2 separate regions of the Mus musculus genome follow, and region 2 is linked to region 1. Evidence: chromatin contacts called from public Hi-C data. All regions are on one chromosome and are shown on one strand. The core of a region is the stretch at or near the end of the contact, and the rest is flanking DNA. Distances in the headings are between cores, read along the strand shown.

The links. Hi-C and Micro-C count contacts between places; a contact is called where the count stands out from the background.
Region 2: a contact with region 1 is called in a Hi-C map of adipose-derived mesenchymal stem cells, with 4 times the contacts expected there. The contact joins two enhancer-like sites. A contact is called at or near these places in 2 of 484 Hi-C or Micro-C datasets (adipose-derived mesenchymal stem cells and embryonic fibroblasts) and 3 of 115 datasets of contacts at active chromatin or transcription factors (embryonic stem cells, memory CD8 T cells and pancreatic cancer cells).

Annotation. Positions count from the first base shown.
Region 1 is chr6:37,463,856-37,468,788 of GRCm38.p6, reverse strand. No RefSeq gene overlaps it. Among named protein-coding and RNA genes, the nearest start is that of Gm33318, 24 kb to the right of the region's middle. Within about 2 kb of position 2,623, at least 60 of the 459 cell types and tissues checked have an H3K27ac peak or open chromatin away from gene starts, as enhancers often do. A contact at or near this core is called in adipose-derived mesenchymal stem cells, where this site is marked.
Region 2 is chr6:37,702,431-37,707,756 of GRCm38.p6, reverse strand. No RefSeq gene overlaps it. Among named protein-coding and RNA genes, the nearest start is that of Gm38791, 9.6 kb to the left of the region's middle. Within about 2 kb of position 1,921, at least 57 of the 459 cell types and tissues checked have an H3K27ac peak or open chromatin away from gene starts, as enhancers often do. A contact at or near this core is called in adipose-derived mesenchymal stem cells, where this site is marked.

The sequences.
Region 1 (4,933 bases), core at 1,374-3,873:
GGAGACACAGTCACACAGCAGACTCCCTGACCCTATAGCTTTTACAGTCTTCCCCCTGACTTCTAGAGTGTTCCCTGTGCTTAGGTGTAGGAGTTGCTCTGTATGTGTATCCTTTGGGACTGGGCTCCACAACTTTGCATTTTTATTGGTTGTGGTTCTGTAATGGTCTCTGTTCGTTGCAAAGAGAAATTTCCTTGACAAGGGGTGAGGGTCATATCTTTCTGTGGGTATATGGACAAATGTTTAGATGTTGTTAGGGATATTCTGGTTTAGTAAAGTAGGGGTTGTAGGCCCTCCTTTGAGGTCCATTTTATTTTACTAGCCCTTCATAATTGACTAAGTTTTCAGTACCAAGCATGATGAAAAGGTCTTTAGTGTTTTTCTTCCTTTTTATATTTTTCACTTGGGTTGTTGCTGCTGTGCTTTTCTACTTCAGTGTGATTTATTGAAAGATTAGCTTTGGACTAGAAAGATGGCTTAGAGGTTAAGAGCAATGTCTGCTCTTGCCGAGAACCTAGGTGCAATTCCAAGCACCCACATGGTAATTCACAACCATATATGACTCCAGCACCAAGGGAATTTGATGGCCTCTTCTGGCCTCTGTGGGTACTACATGCATTTATGGTGCATATACATACATGTAGGTAAAACATTCATACACATAAAATAAAAATAAATCCTAAAAACAAGAAATTTTATCATTTACACATGGGTTTGCCTTAGTTCCTTCATCAAGGCTGAGTTGAGTGTGAGTGGGTCTGTTGCTAGAAGTTGCTAGGTGTTTTTCTGGAGAGTGCACCCACTTTTCCATGAACTGCCTGGTTTTTGTTTTTGTTTTTGTTTTTGTTTTTTTGGCATTTATTTCATTTACATTTCCAATGCTATCCCAAAAGTCACCCACACGCTCCCCCACCCACTCCCACTTCTTGGCCCTGGCATTCCCCTATACTGAGGTATATAAAGTTTGCACAACCAATGGGCCTCTCTTTTCACTGATGGCCGACTAGGCCATTTTCTGATACATATGCAACTAGAGACATGAGCTCCGGGGGTGGGGGGTACTGGTTAGTTCATATTGTTGTTCCACCTATAGGGTTGCAGATCCCTTCAGCTCCTTTCTCTAGCTCCTCCATTGGGGGCCCCGTGATCCATCCAATAGCTGACTGTTAGCATCCACTTCTGTGTTTGCTAGGCCCCAGCATAGTCTCACAAGAGACAGCTCTATCTGGGTCCTTTCAGCAAAATCTTGCTAGTGTATGCAATGGTGTCAGCGTTTGGAAGCTGATTATGGGATGGATCCCTGGATATGGCAGTCTCTAGATGGTCCATCCTTTCGTCTCAGCTCCAAACTTTGTCTCTGTAACTCCTTCCATGGGTGTTTTGTTCCCAATTCTAAGAAGGGGCAAAGTTTCTATAGCAAGTCCTGAAATTGGGTAGTGTTAGCCCTCTGACATCCATACTCTCCTTCAAATTGGTGTTGGCTATTTGAAGTTTTTCGCTTTCCATATAAATCTTAGAATTACTTTGTTGATTTTCAAACGATGACTTAAGACTTTGATTGGAATTGCATTGAATCCATAAGTGCAATTGGGTTTAATGATGTCTTTGCATTATTTCAGCTTTCTCCCGTGTACATGGAAATTATCTGTTTAGATCTTTTATTTCACATTTTCCTAAGGTAGATCATATATATGTATATCATATATATAAATCAGATATATAGTTTTGGTAGTCAAGTACATTGTCTTGCTCAGTACTGGCATGTAACTAGGCATGGTGATACATACTTTACAGTCCCAACATCCTGGAATCTGAGGCAAGAAAACTATGAGTTAAAGACTGAACTACATAGCAAGATTCTTGTCTTCTTGGTTGTAAGATAGCTTTTACCAACTGAGCCATGCGTCTAGTCCTACATAGCAGGATTCTTAAAAAATAAATGTAAGAAAGAAAAAAATGAAGGAGGGCCTTTGAGATGGCTTAACATGTAAAGGCACTTGCTGCTCCAGTCTGGTAACCTGAGTTTGATCCCAGTACCTATATAAAGGTGGAAGAAGAGAACTAACTCCAAATGTTGTCTTCTGATCCCCACAAATGTGCTGTTGTACATCTTCCGATCATGTATACATGCAGGAACACACAAACACACACACATGCATCATTATCATCCTCATTATCATAATAATAATATAATTTTTAAAAGATAGAAAGAATGGGTGAAGGGAGGGAAGGAAAGGGCAGATAGTTTTTTTTGTGAATCAATTTTTCTTTCCTCATATAACTGTTATAATTGCTTATCAGTTTTAAGAAACTTCTTGATCTTGTCTCTGTTTTTTATTCTTTCGTGTGTGGAGGTGATTGAGATAATTGTTTTCAAGTGATCAATCATCTTTGTATAACTAGAATAAATATCACTTAGCTGTGAATACTGGCTGATTTTGGGTGTCAACTTGACATAAGCTAGAGTCATCAGAGAGGCAGGAGCCTCAGTTGAGGAAATGCCTCTATGAGATTCAGCAGTAAGGCATTTTTGACACAGCAATAAAACCTCAACTAAGACACTGTGGTATGTCGGTTTTTAATGCATGGCGGGGCTGGGTAACATTTTGTTGAGAATTTATGTGACACACACTCTGGTCTGTAGAATTCCTTTCTGGTAATCTTGTTGTCTGATTTGCATTATGGTAATGCAGAGCTCCTCGTATAACTTAGGAAGTTTCCTTTCTGGCTCTGTTTAGGAGGCTGCAGAAAGCTGGTACAGTTTCTTCTTTGTTTGGTAGACGCCATCTGTTGAACATCTGGTCCTGTACTTTCTGTTTTAAAACTGTGTTCACTACCGATTCCATTTCTTTACCAGAGATAGACCTACTCATGTTTCTGCATGTGGGGATTGATCTAGGTTTTCAAATATGTAGGCACAGACTAGTCATAATAGCCTTCCTTCCTCCCTCCCCCTCCCCTCCTCCTCCCTTCCCTCCCGCTTTCCCTCCTTTCCCCTTCCCTTTCCTTTCCATTTTCCTTCCCTCCCATTTATCTTTCTCTTCTGTTCTTTCCTCCCTCTATTCTTCCCTCAGTCCTTCTGTCTGTCCCCTCCCTCCTTTCTTTTCTTCCTTGCAGTTCTGAAAACCAAACTCAGGGCTTTTCACATACTGTGTAAGTTCTCTACCACTGAGATACACTCAGTTTCTCTCTGTCTCTCTGTCTCTTTCTCAGTGTGTGTGTGTGCACACATGTGCCCATGTACATGGGAGGCAGAGTCTTTCTCTCTGGCCTGGAGTTCATCAACAGACTGGGAATCCCAGGACCTGCTTGCTTCTGCCTGCCCACTGTTGGGATAAGAGGCATTCACAACCCTGTGCCATCCTTCTTTGTGTTCTGGGCTCTGACTCAAGCCACCATGCTTGCATGCATGCACTTTACCAACAGAGCCATCTCTCCAGCCCTGGTTTTTAGTTTCTTAAAGTGAAACCTTAGATTGATTTTTGTCATCTTTCATATTTTCTTTGCATATATTTTGATGCTATATTTTCTTACTGTTGCTTTTACTGTATCCCCCATTTTTAAAAATAGGGTTTTTTTGTTTTGTTTTGTTTTGGTTTGGTTTGGTTTTTTGGTTTGGTTGTTTGGTTGGCTAGTTGGTTTTTTTATTGTTTTTGCTGCCATTGTTGCTTGAGACAGGGTGTCATTTAGATTAACCTTGAATTTATTATGTAGCTGAGACTGTCCTTGAATTTTTTTGTGTTTTTTGTTTGTTTGTTTTTGAGACAAGTTGTCTCTGTGTAACAGCCCTTGCTATTCTGGATATTCTAGAGCATGCTTTGTAGACCAGGCTGGCCTTGAACTCACAGAGATCCACCTGCATCTGCCTCCCAAGTGCTGGGATCACAGGCTTGTTCTGCTACCACCTGGCCTGTCCTTCAACTCTTGATTCTTCTACCTCCATCTCCTGAGTGCTGAGACTACAAGGAACCTACTGCAGAAGGCAGTTTCTCTGAGTAAAGCAGACAGCAGCACTAATCTATACACATAAATACAATTGTGCAGAAGACATCTGATGAGCACATCATATCCATTTAGGGAGGGAAAAGGACGCCTATACTATGGTCTCCGACCTTCTCAACCATGGACTTTTGACCAGGTTTATAGTACCAGATGCAGAGTGGACCCCAAACCTCTTAATAGCGTTCTCACGCCCGGCCAGGAAAGACGCAACAAACCAAAATCTTCTGCGGCAAAACTTTATTGCTTACATCTTTGGGAGCCAGGAGGGCAAGCGCCCAGCGCCCAGCCCCAAAAACGAAAGCCCCTTCAATTACATCTTTAGGAGCCAGAGCTCCGGCGCGCGCGCTCTATTGTTTACATCTTTAGGCAGCGAGCGAGCGCAGGGCGCGCAGAGCCAGAGAGATGCCAGCGAGAGAGAATGGCGGAAACCCCGTCCCCTTTTTTAGGAGAGTTATATTTCGCCTAGGACGCATCACTCCCTGATTGGCTGCAGCCCATGGCCGAGCTGACGTTCACGGGAAAGGTAGAGTACAAGTAGTCATAAAATACCCTTGGCTCATGCGCAGATTATTTGTTTACCACTTAGAACACAGGATGTCAGCGCCATCTTGTGACGGCGAATGTGGGGGCGGCTCCCAACACAAACCCAATCTGAAAGCAAGTGTATACCTCTTTAACTGTGAAGCCACTACTGTTCCACTGAACACATCTTGAGTGGCTGGTCATCATTGCTGCACACAGGCTCCATCTACAGTTGAGTAAGACCATTGACGACGCTTTCCTCTTGCAGTGGGTTCAGCTTTGTCTAGCATAGTTAGGGCTCTCCAGCAGGGAGGAGACTTCCAGCCCAGTTCTAGCTTAATTTCTCCATGCCCTGTCACCAGAACATTTGATGTCTTCAGGGATAAGGTCTTGCCAACAGCAGTTTTGG
Region 2 (5,326 bases), core at 672-3,171, 240 kb before region 1:
CTCAGGGCAAGTTCTACAAAGTAAATTTGGAATTCTCATTATAGTCATGTATGGCAGATTACATTACAGATTAGAAGAAAGTTGGTGGGCTCCTCTGATAAATGGAGGTCCCTACAGATACTTAAAATAACAACTAAGTCACTTTCATATGCAGGAATTTAAAATGGCCTAGGGAGAAGGTGGATTATACAATAGACTAGAATTGGAACTATGGCAAGGGCATGAAGCCCTTGCCCCTGGCTTTTAAGAATAAACTGACCTTAGGTAGGGCTGATTTTTATCCCAGTTGTAAACACTGATTTTTATCCCAGTTGTAAACACTGCCTGGTTCCTGTCAGATTTTATGTATGCATTTCTCTGTTTTGTGTAGAGTCATTATACATCGGATGACCTTAATGTATCACCTAACTTCCTTGTTTTCTTCTGTAATATAAGTCTGATGTTCGCTTTGAGAAATTACATTTAGATCCAACACTCTCTCGTGTTTGTGTCTGTTTGTCACTTGCCAACTCCTTGCTCACCTGAGTACCGGGACCCGGAATTCTTCTGCGGGTTGAGGGACTCCTACTGAGCCAGCCCACGGCACAGTGCCCCACTTTAAAATCCATATAAAGTTCTCAAAGCAATGATGTTTGGTAGAAGCCTCTTCAGAAGAGCCTGCTGGTGGCTGATTGCAGTTAGTAACAGCTTTCTGGGGGTGATAGGGACAGCCTGGGGTACAAAGGTACTTTCAGGAGCAAGGGAAGGAACACAGCTATGCAGGCGGCTGATATAAGACTTCTCAGACCCAGGGTGACTCAAGGCCAGAATGAATGAGAGCACAGCCACATGGCTATTGTATTTATGGGGAGGGGTATGCCTCCAAGGTAGCAGAGAAGAGCAATTTGGGGTTGTCAATGTTTGACACAAGAAGTTCCTGGGGGTGGCATCTAAGAGATAATTGAGACAGATTTTACATACAGTCATGTCCCCAAACAAAACATCAGAAGATGGATTTGAACATAAAATTAACTAGGGAATAAAATCAATCTTCATCCTCCTCTCTCTTTTTCCCTCTTTACTGTATAAAACCCAGGGCTTTGTATGTTCTAGGCAAGTTGTCTATGACTGAGTTACATCTCTAGTCCTCCTATCAAAATTTCTTAAGGGGCTGGGTATTGTGGCACATACCTTTAATCCTGGCACTTGGGGGGCAGAGGCAGGCAGATCTCTGTGAGTTTGAGGCCAGCCTGGTTTATAAAGAGTTCCAGGACAGTTGGAGCTACACAGAGAAACCAAAACCAACTAACCAACCAACAAAAAATTTCTTAAGAAAATTTCTCAAAGATGAATTCTAAAATTCAAGGTATGATTGAGGAAGATATTCCAAAAGATTTAGGGAAAGAGATCAGTATCTACCACCCTAGAAGATGCCCCTTTGGAACAATGATCATTTAGTGTTAAAGGTGCTAAACATTTAAGAGATCCCTGCCAATTTTTTTTCTGCCTAAAAGCAGGGAACAAATTTCCTTTTAAAGAAGATGCCTTTTATATTTCCTGAAAGAGTGTTTGTCATAAAAAATGAAGAGCTTGTTGTGCCCAGACCTAGGGGTCCCCACAGACCATCAGAAACCACCAAGAGTCCAACTTATATGTAAAAGCTAAGTCTTTATTCAAGCTCAAACTTTGACATCTCCAACCTCTCCAATGCAGTGGATGGGTGTGAAAGGCCCTGAGCTGGTGAAGCCCTCTCTATTTATTACAGTTTCAGTACGGTAAGGGGCTTTCCAACTTGGCAGCTACATGATTGGTTGACATTTGAAAATTACAGCTTGGCACATTTCTACTGGCTAGTGATGATTTCAGCTTGGTATGAATAATAGTGGCTTGCTTAAGCAATCTATTTTGAGACATCTGGAACAGTAAGTACTTTCCTCCCAAGAGCTGATTGGCTGTTACTAGGGAGTGGAGTGGCTGTTTGCTAGAGGAGTTGTGGCCTTTGTAGGAGTGTCTTAGTTCCTGGAACAAATTCTGCTTTTTCCAGTAACTGAGCTCATGTTAAGGTCAAGCTTAACATAAGATGGACTCTGAATCCAAAATGGAGTTTGTAATGTTAGACTGGGTCCTTCAGAGCCAATGCCAAGCTGAGGTTATTGAAGCAGATCTTATTACACTAGCATTTATCACCCATAAACCCCCACTATATTTCACAGTCACATTCTCCTGATTTATTTCCCTTGAAGCTCAGATTGTCTTCCCTTTGTTTAGAGGCTAAAACATCACATTTGTTCATTCCTTCTTATGATATGGTCCTTGTAAACCCAATCAGAATGCACAGGCTTTCTGCTAATCTGTAGCTTAGGCCCCTGGCACTGTAATCCAAGAGGGTACAGAAAAGTTTTTCTCTATGATGAACAGTAAAGGACAGTAAATGTATCCACTGTAGAACTGAAACTGGACAAAAAGGGGGAGGAAGACTAAAGTTACAGATTTAAACATATATAGAAGTAATATAAAAAAAATTATACAACATCAAAACTTGGAGGAGGAAAATAGAAATTCTGAATTTACTTGCCTAGAATGGGTTATGTCCCCAGTTCCTTAAGAAAAAAGATTTCTTTTATCTATCTATCTATCTATCTATCTATCTATCTATCTATCTATCTATGAATATATGTGGGTGTAGGTGTTGTTGTTACAGGTGTTTGCAGACACCCAACTTTTTAAATGAGTGCTTGAATCTGAACTCTGGTCTTCATGATTGTGCAATAAAGGCTCTTGAAGCTGAGCTATCTCTCCAGCCCCTATTCCTGCCATCTTTAACACATATTTCCAAGGTAGAGTAAATTAATATTCTACTTTAGATTATTATTCTACCTTAGATTATTATTATCCATGTTTATGGGAAATCAATGTATATAACCTAAGGATGACAAATAATGGAATTGTCATTTTTTTACTTAACAGGCATACTGAGAAGTATCAAACTGACCAGTAGAAGAAGCAGAGGAGGGATGGAAAAAGAAAAGGAAAAGCATTGTGAAGTCATTATTCCTCCTGTTGGGAATGTCCTTAGTACAAGGAAAGGGAAGTATGGTGTAAGTCAAACAATAGAAATGGGGAAAGCTCAGGGATGTTGGCTTCCACAGTGATGAGAGAAATGCAAATATAAACAATGGTGTGATATTACCACAAACCCACCAAGATTGTTAAGACACAAAATGAGACCATAGAAATTATGTTAGTATTTCAACCCTAGATAGAATAAACCAGTTCATACAAGGCTATAGCATATAGCCACTAGACTAAGCTGGCTACAGGGAGACTGTGATTGTTATTTTTGGTTGTCAACTTGGCTACATCTGGAATTAACTAAAACCCTAAAATGGCTCATCATACCTGTGTGTGGGGAAACCCTGCTACCTAGTCTACCATGACCTGATAGCGGCTCTGAGCTCCGAGCAAAATGAAAGACTCTTTACCAGCAGGATTTCCCCTTCTTCCCTTGTCTACATGATACAGATGGCACACCACATGGAAAGCAAGAATGCACTATTAATTTGGGGATTCTTGAATGGCATACACACATGCAAATGATATAAGTCTAGGAAGAGGAGAAAATTGGTTTCTCAGCAAGCTGAGCTGAGTCACATGGCTCCAGGGCATGAAAACTAGGACATAGGAATATAGCCTGAAAATAGCATTATACAGTAAGTAGAAGGGAATTTAAGTTTACATTATATAAATAATTCAGATCTTATGAAGGTCAAGGCAGGGAACAGCTAAAGCACTGTCTCATTGGTTAATAATTGTTTACATTGCTTTATTTGCTTTGAATTGTTTTAATCATCAAAATGAGTGTGGTTGAGTCTGGTGGTTATACTAAAACTCTTCTGGGAGAGAAGTCAAGTTAAATGGTCAATGAATTCTAGTTATTGGACCAAGGACATGCTATTTTTGGAAGAAAGGCTCTGTATTTGTGTTGACAGGAAAGGAGAATAGTCTGTGGACCCCTTCCAGAGTGGTATGGATCAGATATGATGGGGGGAACCCCCTGAAGAACTAGAAAAGTTTAAGAAAATCAAACATTCACATAGCATGAATGAAAACTTATTACAATTGGCTATCGATAAAATTAACTCATAAAAAGACAGTTGTCTTTTTTTTTAGATTTATTTATTTATTTATTTATTATTTAAGTACACTGTAGCTGTCTTCAAACACTCCAGTGTCAGATCTCATTACAGATGGTTGTGAGCCACCATGTGGTTGCTGGGATTTGAACTCAGGACCTTCAGAAGAGCAACTGATGTTCTTTACCACTGATCCATCTCTCTAGCCCCCAAGACAGTTGTCTTCTACCTGCTCAAACAAAGAGCAGAATTTCATCCTTAACTGATCTGTGCATCCTGCACAATCCATAAGAAAATCTTACTGGTACCAAAAATTTTGGTTTTAAGATTCATATGTTGCAGCTCTGACAAGATTCATCCGCTGGGATGCTGAACTAACTAACCTACTGTTCCAACCCCCTGCCTGCTTCCTGATGTGGTCCAGAGACTTGTTTCCAGAATAGCTTTAGGATTGCTGCTGATTCTAGGTCATCTCACCTTATCCAACCTTTCAGACAGATCTGGTGAGAACTTCAGTCAAGCGTTGAACCATCCAAATATGCAGAGACTGGATAACAGATGCTAAAGCTAGCTTTCTTAAGTCTAACTAGTTTTTCTAATTTTCCTATCCCCCTACCCCCCAAGTCTTTAGAGAATTTCTTGTTAACACTATTCAGCAGGAAGAAGTTATGGAGAGTTGTCATCATGATCCCTTGGCTTTAGGTGTCTGGTTATAGTTATTTTATAAATTATAGATAGGTTGTCATTTTAAGGGATAATTTGGAAATGGTCATAATTTTGAGCAGGAAGGAAATAGATGGGAAGGATTACTAATTTCATTCTTGAACAAGGCATTGTGTAAAAATAATCTTTTGATAGAAATCTTTGTAGTTGATACAAATTGAATTTATAAGTTTTACATGGGTACAAAATTCTATATTAATACAGAATTTTAGGTTTTCATTGGTATGAATCTGTATATTGATACAAAATTTGAAATTAATATTGTTACTCTTAGATAGGCATTGTGCCTATACAACTCATTTAAGAATATGAGGCTTAGACCCAGTCCTTCTAACAACTGCTTGACAAACTGTTTAAGATGACTAAGTAATACAAGTTAAGGGCCAGATAGCCAACTCATGGTTATATTAGATTCTGATTTATTTATAGTAAAGTGTTTTCAGTTTAGCTGTTCAAGGATACTATCTTAGATAGTCTTCAAAAACATAAAA